2 separate regions of the Pan troglodytes genome follow, and region 1 is linked to region 2. A link is a contact called in public Hi-C data. All regions are on one chromosome and are shown on one strand. The core of a region is the stretch at or near the end of the contact, and the rest is flanking DNA. Distances in the headings are between cores, read along the strand shown.

Region 1 (6,030 bases), core at 3,479-5,978, 220 kb after region 2:
TCCTCAACTATATTTTAGTTAGTAGCAGTATCCCTTAACCTAGCACTGCCTTGCCGCTATGCCTTTCAACTCCAAGACGCCAGTGTAATTCTCTACGATGGGCCCTCTCTCTACATTGTGCAACACCTTCCCAAGAGCAAGGGGCAGGGTCTGGCCCTTCCAGCCTTATCAAACCTTTCTTATTACATCTGGAGTATTCTAGTATTCAAGCCCTCAAGGAATGGGAATGTGATGTTTGTGGTGAAATTAAAGCCATAATAGAATGGAAACAAAGTCGTTCTTTAAATACATCCCCTGTAAACCGTATTAAAATGAAACTTTGACCCTGGATAATCAAGTTATTCTACTTTTACATATTTTTTTTTCAAAATTTGATGATCAGGAGAATAGAATTTAATGAATTTAATTTTTTCAACTCTGTATTTCTATAAATTGGGTAAAAGTAAATCTTCTTGAGTTAGATTGCTACATAAAATTAAGCCCTGTGCTATGCTGCCTCTGAAAAATAATTATGCGTATTCCTGGTTAGGGGCTCCTGGTGTATGGTAATTAGACAGCTGGGTTAAATGAATGATAATCAATTTTCCTGACTTTTCTTAAGCATTAAAGTCTCTTTGGGTACTTTATTTTACTAGCTGAGAATAATAAAAAGAGCATTTTAAATGTTAGGCAGTGAAAATCAGGACCATATCACTAAACTATTTAAGTTTCCATGTGAGATTATTTTCTTTCATTAGCTACAGGGACATCTAAAACCTTAAAGTAGGACTTAATTAAATTTATTTTGTTTGTTTAAAGTACTTTTTGTTTTGCTTTTAAAATGAATCTCAGTAATTACCAAAAAGAAAAATGAACTTAATTTCTTTATTATGACCTTCAGCCAGAATGATGAACGGTATTTAATTCTGGAAAAGTATTCTTTAAAAGCCAGTATGTTAAATCACTGACTTCTCTCTTAGACTAGAACTTACATATCAGCATTAAAACATACTCTGAATGCTGGATAGCCCTTAATTATTACTATTATTAATTAATTAATTTATTTATTGAGATGGAGTTTTGCTCTTGTTGCCTAGGCTGGAGTGCAATGGCGCGATCTTAGTTCACTGCAACCTCCGCCTCCCAGGTTCAAGCGATTTTCCTGCCTCAGCCTCCTGAGTAGCTGGGATTACAGGCATGTGCCACCATGCCTGGCTAACTTTGTATTTTTAGTAGAGATGGGGTTTCTCCATGTTGGTCAGGCTGGTCTCGAACTCCTGACCTCAGGTGATTTGCCCACCTCCGCCTCCCAAAGTGCTGGGATTACAGGCATGAGCCACCGCGCCCAGCCAATAAGCCTGAATTATACAAAAGATAAAAATATTTTTTTTCTTCTAATATGCTAATCTTAATTGTCAACATACTATCCTGGTGTCTAGAAAATACCTGTAAAGGAATGTGAATTACAGCAGTTCTTATCTCATTTTCTATATTACTGTGTTCTTTACACCAAAATGTACAAATACCACCTACCAAAGTTTACACCTCTCAAAATAAGGCTATGGCCATCATGCTTTAAAAGCATGGCTCTGTGTGCTTGTTCACTCTGTGTCCTCTGCCATATGCCTACACTTAAAATAACCTGGGGATATTTAAAACATTCCAAAGCCCAAGCCATACCACAGACCAATTAAATTATATGCCTGAGACACAGGCATCAATAGTTTTTGAAAGTTTCTAGGTAATTCCAACGTGCTTGCAAGTTTGAGAGCACTGTCTCAACCAACTTGTTCTCAGGCAAACTTCTGTTTATCCTTCCCTTCTCAGTTCACAGGGGATGTTTGATGCTCTCCCTCCCTAGGCCTTCTCACTATTCTTCCTGCGTATCTCTACCATAGCACGAACTAACTATGTTGTAACTGTTAACTCACGTGTCTGTTCCCCTAATCTGCTATAAGATTAAGGAGTATTTTTATTTTTGAATCTCTGAATCTAACCCTTTGCCTGGTGCATGGGAGAACCCAATAAATTCATAGAATGAATAACCTGTTCCTAAGAAAAACAAAAGCAAAAATGTAGAGTTGTGTTAATATTTAAATGCCATGGAAAAAGTAATTGCTTAGGATGTGTTTAAAATAATGTTTCCCTGGTGGGCAATGTCCCATATTTAGAAAAACATCTCATCATATTAGTGAAAATAAAACATCCCAACATTAAGAAGAAACATAAAATGTAACTTTGAATTATTACCCACACAGTTGCGTTCTTTATTGTAATAAGCACAGAAAAACGTTTTCTGTGATAAGAAATATCTAGAACAACACATCCTTTCTCAGCTCCCCTTCCATCTTTACTAGATTATGTATTACTTCCCCAATCAGTCCTTTCAGAATTTGATGATGTTACAGGAGTTCATATAACTGATTTTAAGAGTTTAAAATACTTAGTTTGCAAAATATTTTAACTAAGAGTCTCTGTTTAATGTGGTATTTATACTGTTAATATTATCACTATGATTCAGAAAATATTCACATAGTGAATTTTCCTACAATATAATTCTGGACAATAAGCCCACTCTTAAACACACTTTTTTTTTTTTAAACTGTTCAAAATATTTTGCTTTTTGTTTTACCTAATTATATTTGCAGCAATGTTTCACAGCCTACCAATATGTTGTTGTTTATCTGTTAGATTTTGATTCATGAAACCTGAAAATAAATCAGATTTAGGAACTGTTTTCCAAGATAGTGATATATTATTCATTTATCTAATTTATCTTTACACATGAAATGCCGGATTATCTCAGTAGGTACCAAATTAATTTAAGACCTTACCAAGTAGTATTCAATATGCACTCATTCTGATGCATATAAAAGACAAAAATGAGAAAAAAAGTGCAATCCTCTACCTTTAAATGCCTACACTGTCCTCAACTATTGTTGTCCAATTTTTAATTTTAGTACATTAAGTACAGCTACATTTTTTTTTTCTTTTTCAGACAGGGTCTCACTCTGTCACCCAGGCTGGAGTCCCGTGGTGTAATCATAATTCACTGTGGCCTCAACCTCCTAGGCCCAAGCCATCCTCCCACCTCAGCCTCCTGAGTAGCTGGGGCTACAGGCATGGGCCACCATGCCCGGAAAATTTATTTATTTTTTATTTTTAGTAGAAACAAGGTCTGGCTATGATGCCCAGGCTGTCTTGAACTCCCGGCCTCAAACGATCCTGTCACCTCGGCCTCCCAAAGTGCTGGAGTACCGCTAATTTAAAAGGCAGTCATTGAAACATATTTCTTGTTCTCTTTTGCATCATGGAGTTATGACTTTAAATCATAAGTACAGTATCCTTAGAAACTGACCAGCTTTATCAGAAATAAGTTCTGAATGTATTGTCAATTGTGAAAAGACAAAAGATCACAGTTCCTAATATTCAGTTCTAATGGCATGGTTCCCCAAAATGTAAAAGCTGTGACTGAGACAATTATTTCAAGAGAGCTTCAGCTGTAAATAAACACAAAACTGAATTCCTTTGCCATGCAAACAAGAGGCACACTTTCAACCAGTAACAGCTGGCTTCATATATTCATCTTTGGATGAAAAGAGCAGGGCAGTTTTAAAAGTTGACTTCTGAGAGCATCAGATTTTGGATAGTGTCCTTTCTCAGGTCCTGTTTCCTTGTCTCCTCATCCCATTTTAAAAGCCAGACACATAAACCCCGGCACTCCTTTAGCGAAGGGCTCAGTGAGGGCGTTTTTGCCACCCGTGGCCAGGGGTCATTGGGTCAGCAAAGTCAGAGGAAACCTAGAAAGGCAGAAGCCCAGGAGGTTGACGCCCTGCGGGTCCAGGGGCCAGGTGCTGGGTGTCTCTCCTTTCGTGTGCGGTTCCCAGCAGCAGGTCCTGGTGGGCGCAGACTGACCGGAGAGGTGTGGCTCGCCCCCTCCCCAGACCCCGAGGTGGCAATGAAACCTCCATCTCCTGGCTTGATTCCTTGTGCTATAAAAAATCTTCCACTGGCCCTTTGCATCTCTCGCCCTCCATCCCCCAAAGCCACTATCGGGAGGGGACAAAAATAATTTCTGAGGGGCCACGGGCACTAAAACCACAGCAGACAGAGGCTGTGTCTACCTGACGAACTGGAGAGGTAGAGTTAGCGGGGGAGGCTGGGCATCCTCGGCGGCGCCCCCTCCATCCAGCGTGAAACCCACGAGGCGCGGCGTCTCGAGTGGCGGGCGGGCAGGGGGCTGCAGGATTCACGAAGCCTCCTCCGCCGGGGACCGCCTCCTCTCGGAGTGGCCTCCCCTCCGGCGTTCCGCTTTAGTAAGACGACACTCAGGCCAAACAGCCGCCCCCGGCCAGCCCGACTAGGCTCTGGAGGGAGCGCCCCGAGGGAGTCCAGCCGGAGGCGGAGAAGGCCACTCGGCCAGAAGGTGGGGAGCCGCCGGCGTCCCCTGGCACCTCCGTCTCCACAGCAGGGGGAAAGGCCCTGATCGCCGTGGTCCACACCACCGCGTCCACCTGAGGCTCGCCTCGCTTCCTGGGTCCCTAGAGGGGTGGCGTACTCCGCTTTCTCCTGCCCCCAAGTGGCCGCACCCCTCCGCGGGACTCTTGGTTGGGTCCAGGGCGGGGCGGGCGGGCGCTCCCCGTACTGCCGCGAGCTCAGCGCGCAGCTCCCGCGGCTCGGCTGCCGCCGCGGCCAGTTGGGGCGGGTCGGGGGCGGGGTCTCAGGGGGCGGGGATTCGGGGGGCGGGTCGGGTCGGGAGGCGTGGGTGGGGGGCGGGGCGGACGCGGAGCGCTCCTCTGGCTGGCGGGGCCAAGGGGCTGAGAGGAGTGGGGCAGGCTCGGCGCCGGTAGGAAGACTCAGAGGGCTGACCAGAGAGCCCAACGCCTGGTGCTCAAGACTTTCTCCGAGGTATGAACAAGAACCAGGCGTCTGGGCCCTTTCCGCTCGCCCCATCGCTCAGCCGCCGCGCCCCGGACGCCCGCTGTGCCCCCTGCCGGCGGGGCGGCGGCGGGACTGGGTTTCGGGAGGGTTTCTGGAAGTCGCGAGTCCCAGCGAAGGCAGTGCGCCGCTCTCCGCCTCTTTCTTCGCCTTCTTCTCGCTCCCTTAGCTCTGGGTGTCGGGCGCCGGCGGTAAGGTCGCTTCTCCGTGAGTCGGAGCTCGCCCACTCTGGGACGGGCGGACGAGGCCCTAGGGCAGCTGAGCCCGGCAGCGGGGGAGGCGTGGAGCTCGGGGCGGCTTCAGCGGCGGGGGCGGGAGGCTGGTCCTGGCTGCAGACTGCGCGCCTGGGCTCCGTGCGCGGTGCCTGGTTCTCTGCATCGCGGAGGTCCCCGGATCACAGGGCTCCCTGGCGGGCCCCGGCACCCAGGTCTGTGTCGCTGTGGCTGGGCGCCGGGACTAGCACTCGAGTCCCGCGCTCCCGGGCGCTGCGCCGTGCCGCCTGTTGTGCGCGCGCAGAGGCCGGACAGCCCGGCTGCGGGAAGGGACCCGAGCGCAGGGTCTGCTCCGCGTCCCGGAAAGTGCCTAGTCTGCGGAGCCGGAGGTTGAGCTGGGGCAGATCGGCGCCAGACGGGGGCCTGGGTGAGATACGAGTTGGGGGTGCGGCCTGCAGAATTTGGGTTTCTGGAGGAGCTTGCGGCGCGCTGACGGAGCCCCAGGCGAACAGGAGCACCGGATTCGGCTCCGGGAGGGCCAGGCACTGTCAGGTATGGACAGCTGCGGTCCACCCGTGTAAGTGTAAAGTCTACAGAGATTAAAACAACACCGCGAGTCCTGGGACAGCATAACCTAATGGTGCGGGCGTTTTCTTAAAGGCACGAATAGATGGGAAAATGTCAAAATAAGCATATTTTAAAGTTGAAAGCTGGCAGATTTTCAGGCCGTGTAGTTGTGTAGCTAGTGTCCAAAGAAATATTAGCTCGTTTTCCCCCTTAACACCTTTTCATTTTAATTTTTTTAAGCAAAATCTGTTTTGCCAGTATTTCCCTCAGGAGCTGTGCATTGCTCACAGCAGGGAAGGAAAACTTCAGCAAGCGTTCTCAGGTTGCTTCTGAC
Region 2 (6,518 bases), core at 1,316-3,815:
ATCAGGGCTTGAATCAACGAATTGGTGTCACGTGCCCAACTATTTCAGCATTGCCATGTACAAGTGACTTCTGTGATTCCCGTTGTGCCCCTCCCACTTTTGAACTTGAGTGTCTACTGCAATGATCTCGGTGTGGTCATTATGTGCTGGGTATATGGAGCAGACAACTCCAGTCTCCAGGTTACAAGTCTTCAGATGAAGAGGAACTGTATTTAAAGAAACATACCTGATAGCTTCATATGCACCAAGACATGATTTAGAAGATGCGATCCTGGACCTCCATTCTGAGCCTGTTGCTGTAATGAGATGAGAATCTTGGGGGTTGTGGGAGAGGGTGAATGAACTTTGAATGTGGCAGGAATATAAATAATTAGTGGCTAGAGGATGGGCTACAGCAGATTAAAGATGGCTACAAATTCTTTGATACCTCTCCCACTAGGAGGTGGGATTTATTTCCAATCCTTTTGGGTCTGGGCTGCCTGACCGCTTTTGCCAATAGAGAATGGCAGAAGTAACACTAAGCCTGGTCCTTAAAAAGAATGGCAGTTTCTGTCAGTTTCTTGAGCCCCAAGCTATCTTTGCCATATGTGAAGACTATGAAGATATTCCCTGAGGCTACATGGAGAGAGAGGGGGGGAGAGAGAGAGAAGGGGAGAGACAGAGGGGGAGAGAGAGGGTGAGAGAGAGAGGGGAGAGAGAGGGCAGACAGAGGGTGAGAGAGAGAGGGGAGAGAGAGGGGGCAGAGAGGGGGAGAGAGAGAGAGAGAAAAGAGAAGAGAAGAGAGAAAAGAAAAGAGAAGAGAAGAGAAGAGTAGAAGAGAAAAGAAAAGAGAAGAGAAGAGGAGAAGAGAAAAGAGAAGAGAACAGGTGAGCTCAGATTCCCATTCGTTCCTATCAAGGCACCAAGCATGTGAATAAAGCATGTGAGTGAAGTCATCTTTGATTCTCCAAACCAGTTCAGCTGCCAGCTAAATGCCACCGACTAATCCCAATTGACACCACAAGGAGCAGAAGAATCACCTGGTTAAGACTTGCTCCAATTCCTGTTCCTCAAAATTGTGAGCTCTCATGAAATGGCTGTTGTTTTCAGCTACTAAATTTTGTTGTGGTTTGTTATGCAGCAGTAGATTATCAGAACTCTCCCCCAGGTGATTCTAATGTGCAGCCCAGCTGTTCAAAAACAGTTTCACCTGGGTAGTCATGAAGATTTTTGTTTCCCTCTAGCCCTTTATCCACACATTACCAAACCATTTTCTTCTCTAATTCTGCAATTCCCTCATTGAACTTTGTCAAGCACGGGTATGATGGCTCCCTAAGTAAACTACTTTTATGTGGCTAAGGACATCTCATGCGTTTGGACAGAATGATCCGTTTCCCCCATTTAACATTCAATTAAGTGTCGTGGGCTTTTAAAAGAGACCAAGCACTGGACAGGAGTGAGGAAAACTTGACAAAGTCCCAGCTTTGACATTACTACCTCTATGACCTTGGGCAAGTCATGTATATTTTCCCCATCTTATTTTTAACATTTATAAAATGAGGAAGTTAGATTACTTGTCTCTCAGTTCCCCTTCACTTGTGGGACTTTGAGACATTGTAAGGATGTTGAATAGTAACTGTCAATGGGGAGAAATTCTTTTCACAGAAAACACACAACTCATCAATTTCCTCTTGATTGCCCTGACTCAGTCTAGATTTATACCCACCACCTTGGGGCGAAAAGTTATGTCTACATCACTAGTAACATCCTCAGGCACTTAACTTCCTGAGGATGTACGCCCATTTTAAATGCACGAAGCTCAAGAAGAAAGAAAAAGAAATAAAATTGAATTCAACATGCATTCTTTCATTCCATAAGATTCAGTAGAGGCTTTGTGTTCCATGTGATTATGCCAGGCAAAAGATGTTCAATGCCATGGGCTGTTCCGGGGAATGAGAGATAGAGTAATGAAATTCATGACATGTAAGTTTGGATTTACAAGTCAACAACAAATCCCTCTGTGAGTTTTCAGAATTTATCCACCTCAATGTTAAAAGCCGAAAGAAAGAGTTCTTTGTGTGTAAAGTGAAACCATATTCCATCCTAAATCTTTAAATATAGTTGCTCACTTCCTTCAGCTCCTGTTAAGCACTGCTGACCTTTCCCAAAGTATTCTTTTCTGGTCTCCACTAATAGCAGAAGATCTAACCCACTGCTGTTAACAATACACATTACAGGATTTTGAAAGCTGAAAGTAGTAGCTCCAAGCAAATTGGAGTTTTTTTTTAAATTCCTTTATTTTGAAAGTTTAGGCATAATCTGGGGTAGAAGTTCATGTGTTCGTGGTAGTTAAAAAGTCAAGGTCAAACTCTACATGCCACAGGGAATCATAAAAAAAAAACAAAAAACAACAAAAAAAAACCTCTGTTCTTCTCCCCGCTTAAATCAGAACCAAAGAATTCCCCAGTGAGAACATATCTCTCATCTTTCACTCAGAACAAAAAGCAGCAGTACAAAACATGAACTGCATGGTGTTTGCTACCCCTGGGTGGCAGCTGCTAGCATGAGCATTACCATTTGTATTCAAGGGATCTTTTATTCCCAGTTGCATGAGCCAAGCCACAGGGCTTGCAAGAATGCTTGGGATGCTTCTTGTGGACTTAGGACACAAAGAATCTGTGGTGTGGCTCTGAAATGGGAACCGCTAAAGACAGAAGAACTGAAAGGGATATTTAATATGTTAGTAAGGACATTGCTATTCATGTATGGAGTATGTATGTGTGCAGAAGACTGTGTGTGTGTGTTTATGAGGATATGTATATGCTGATTTTAAAGTCTCTCTCTGTTTTTAGACAATTGAAGTTATTGTTTTCTATATATACCCAGAAGAGTGTCAAAATGCCTTAATGGGCAGTGAGCCTTCATACCTGTGGTTGGCCAAGTTCAACAAGGCAATTGCAGAATTAGAGAAGGGGACTGTGTTTTTCTTATTAATGGTTAAGCCATTGCCCCGATAAGAGATTTTCAAAGTTTGCAAACAGGAAACTGGTCACCCAAGCTGGAAGTCCTTCTAAAATAGACCCCCTATTTCAGTCAGTATTGAGTAATTTTAGTATGCCAGTGGCTCTAACAGAAATTGTTTTCCATAAAACATGCAAATTGATATGTTTTCAACTCATTCTATCTCTCCTAAAAAGACTCCAGAAAAGTCACCCACAGTACTACCCGGTACAGAAAGGGAAAAGTTTGAAACATTTTTGTTTACATCAAAGTCAGGGAAACCATTTCATACTCTGAATGTTCTTGAGATGATTAATGCCTGCATTGACAGCACCTCCTTCTTAACCAAGGTTGCAGTGAAAGTGAACTTGAGTTTATAGTTCGTGGTCCATAACTGAAACATCATAGATTTAGGTATACAGAAATAGAGCTGGTAATACAAACAAGACCTTGAATTTTACCTGAAGTCGGTGATAGACTCCCCTTAGCTATTTTCCCTTTATTTATTTTTTCCAAATTATAGATGAATTTATGAGCAGTTAAGGTTGTAAAGGGGACCCTAAGGATAGATCAATTTTCCTTAATCCCATGTAACTAACAAATAGAGGTCATATGCAAGTAGAACAGCTTTTAGGTGTCAGGCTAAAAGAATTCTTGATGAGATTGCTCATGTGGAAAGAAAGTATCCCTTTTAAAGTCACCCACTTTGCAAGGGTACCATTGAGCTGTGTGAGCTAAATAAGGCTTGTACAGTTACTGCATTACTTCCCTTCCAGCCCTGGAGACTACAAGCAAAGGAAGATACTTCCTTATTTAATTTGATAATGGTACTAAATGAAACAAATAACAACAAGCTCTTTTGAGTTAGAGAATCAAAAGAAGACAAGATGTATTAATAGCAGAAAACATTGAACTAAGATACAGTAATGACTCTGTTGTTCAAATTGATCCAGCTCTTTATTTACATTATTGAAAAGCTAGAGAGTAGCGGAAATGTTGCCTTTGGTGACAGTTCAACCTCAATGGATCAAATCCAGCTTCATTTCTGGCCCGACCATATACATGGAAGTGATGCCTAATGTAAGGCTCCCCTGGCAGTACTTGTAATTTACAAGATTGATTTTTTTTTTCCTCTGAAGAGCTGTTAAATGTGATTAATTCAACTGAAACTCAGGAAAATTCCCTTTTTCTTTTGCAAACAGAGGTAGAGGAATTCACAATGATCTGGAACACAGAATCATCAGTCATAAGGTCAGTCCCCTGCTTTGACCTTTGCCAAATGGTGAGTTGATTGACTTTTCCCAGTATGAAACATGAGGACCAATGCCTGACACTCAAATGTGAAGATACCCAGGGCCCATGTTAATTTTTAACTTTGTGATTTCTACACCAAACACAGGGCTTATTTTTAAGCATCTGCAGAAAATGTTTTTTATTGTCACAGGAAACCTAAAAATAACCATAACCTTGAATACTCAGATCGTTGAGCTTGATTAAGACACCAACCAAACTGCGGTACTGAGGTCATGGACCGCCTCTGGGAGGAATAGAATTCTGTCTGCCCCGGGTGCTGGGTGTATGAATAGGGCTGAGAAAGCAGGCAAGTCTAAGGTCTCCATGGAGCTCAATCCAGGGGGCAGGGCCTATCCTGGGAGCCAGATGTGAAAGTTTCCTGTCCATTTCTGTTGCTGGCTTTGCTTTCATGAGCAGACAATTTACAACAAATGAAATAGAAACGGCCCTTAAACATGAAACTTGTTCACACTCACTCATAATTAGAGGAATACAATTAAAACAACACTGAGATACCATTTCTTGCCTGTCGGGCTGGCAAAAATTAATAAATTTTACAACACATTCTGTTACATGCATTGCTGGTAGGATGTCAAGCTGGTACAACCTTCTAAAAGTGAAATTTGGCATTACTTTACAAAGCTACATGTGCGTTTACTGTTGGACTCAGAATCTCATTTTAGAAATCTAGCCCAAAATTCACTTCCAATGATATGACAGTACATATGTACAAGATTGTTCACTGAAGCATCATTTGTAATTGCAAAATATTGGAATCAATCTAAATGCCTACAGATGGAAGAATGATTGACTAAAACCATGGTTCATTTATACATGGAGTACTATATATCTGTAAAAAAAAATGAGGAAAGTCTTTCTGAAATAATAGATAGTGATTTTCCAGGACACACTTTTAAGTGAAAAAAGTAAAATGCAAAGAATATGTATAGTATACTATGCTTGATATAAGAAAAAATGGAATACTAAAAGCATATACACATATCTGCTCATTTGTGCCTAAGTATGCTATGCCTATTTACATACAGCTTCACTAACGGAATGTGTTGTAAAATTTATTAATTTTTGCTAACCCGACAGGGAATAATATACAGAAAAAATAAGCCAGGGGTAATGAGATTAGTTACCTACAGATGGTAGATGGAAACAGGGTGGAAAGAATGGGAAATGAGAACAGAGTGGTAGGAGCAAGGTATGAGCAGCACTTTTCTGAATATGCCTTTACTATGTAGCTCTGACTCTTAGAACTATGGGAATGTCCCCCTCTCCCATTATTATTAATTAAATTCAACCCAGATGCTGGGGGAATGCCAAATAGAACACAACAGTAAGAAAAGTAGCATTAGAAATAGTATTTTGACTATATGCTATAGCACTAAAGACTACCGTACGCAAATATTATAAAATGAACAGTAGGCAAATATCTTAATCTATTTGGTAAATACTCATGGGGATATGCTTTAGCAATTCTGAAGCTACATATCTACTAGGATTGAACAAATAAATAGAAACATTGTGAATAATGAGAGCCCCATTTCTCAAGTAGAAGAAATAAGTTAAAAATAAGGAAGGGGGAGGAAGCTAGAATAAACCCTATAGTGTTAGAATAGGAGGTATCAGCATAAACTCATGATTTTTATTATGTACACAGATGGCATAAAGAAGTAAATATAGATTATATATACATATGTAATATACAGACACATATTTCCTATACCTCATGACATCCCAGTAGCAATGAGCATGTCTACCACCTATATTTTGGTTGTTAAATGCCATTCTTCAATAAAAGGAACCAGGGTTCCTTGCAGAATTGGTTGACTCCCAGTGAAATGATAAGATTAGTCTGGAACATCTTGTGATGCCAGAAGGTAAGGAAGTACTCAAAAACTGATGGGGACATGCTGAAAGCATGTAAGAAACTTGAAGGGGTTCATTTTGTAGTAAAAATTGGGACAATTTGAGCAACAACAATTAAAAAATTGTAGTAATGAATTATACTCAAAATAAGTATCTATGGCTCTAAATTGATATGAGTAATTGAATGAATAATTAAGAGGCTGAGAAAGGACAATTCTTACAGTAGGATTCTGATTAATAAATGTAGAGGAAATTATTTAAATAAAAATTATTCTTAGGCAAATAGCAATAACTGTTCAGATAAGAACCATCACTGGGCACTAAAATTAATGAGCAAAAGTATAAGAAATAAGACTATTTGCATAGTC

The links. Hi-C and Micro-C count contacts between places; a contact is called where the count stands out from the background.
Region 1: a Hi-C map of stem cell-derived neural progenitor cells shows a contact between it and region 2, with 4 times the contacts expected there. The contact joins the promoter of FRMD6 here to the enhancer-like site in region 2. A contact is called at or near these places in 1 of 7 Hi-C or Micro-C datasets (stem cell-derived neural progenitor cells) and 1 of 1 datasets of contacts at active chromatin or transcription factors (stem cell-derived excitatory neurons).

The regions. Positions count from the first base shown.
Region 1 is chr15:49,662,131-49,668,160 of NHGRI_mPanTro3-v2.0_pri, forward strand. FRMD6 (FERM domain containing 6) reads left to right here and starts at 4,729. Exons shown (of 14, transcript XM_001157785.7): 1 at 4,729-4,887.
Region 2 is chr15:49,442,141-49,448,658 of NHGRI_mPanTro3-v2.0_pri, forward strand. No RefSeq gene overlaps it. Among named protein-coding and RNA genes, the nearest start is that of TRIM9, 190 kb to the left of the region's middle. Within about 2 kb of position 2,566, at least 2 of the 24 cell types and tissues checked have an H3K27ac peak or open chromatin away from gene starts, as enhancers often do. A contact at or near this core is called in stem cell-derived neural progenitor cells, where this site is marked.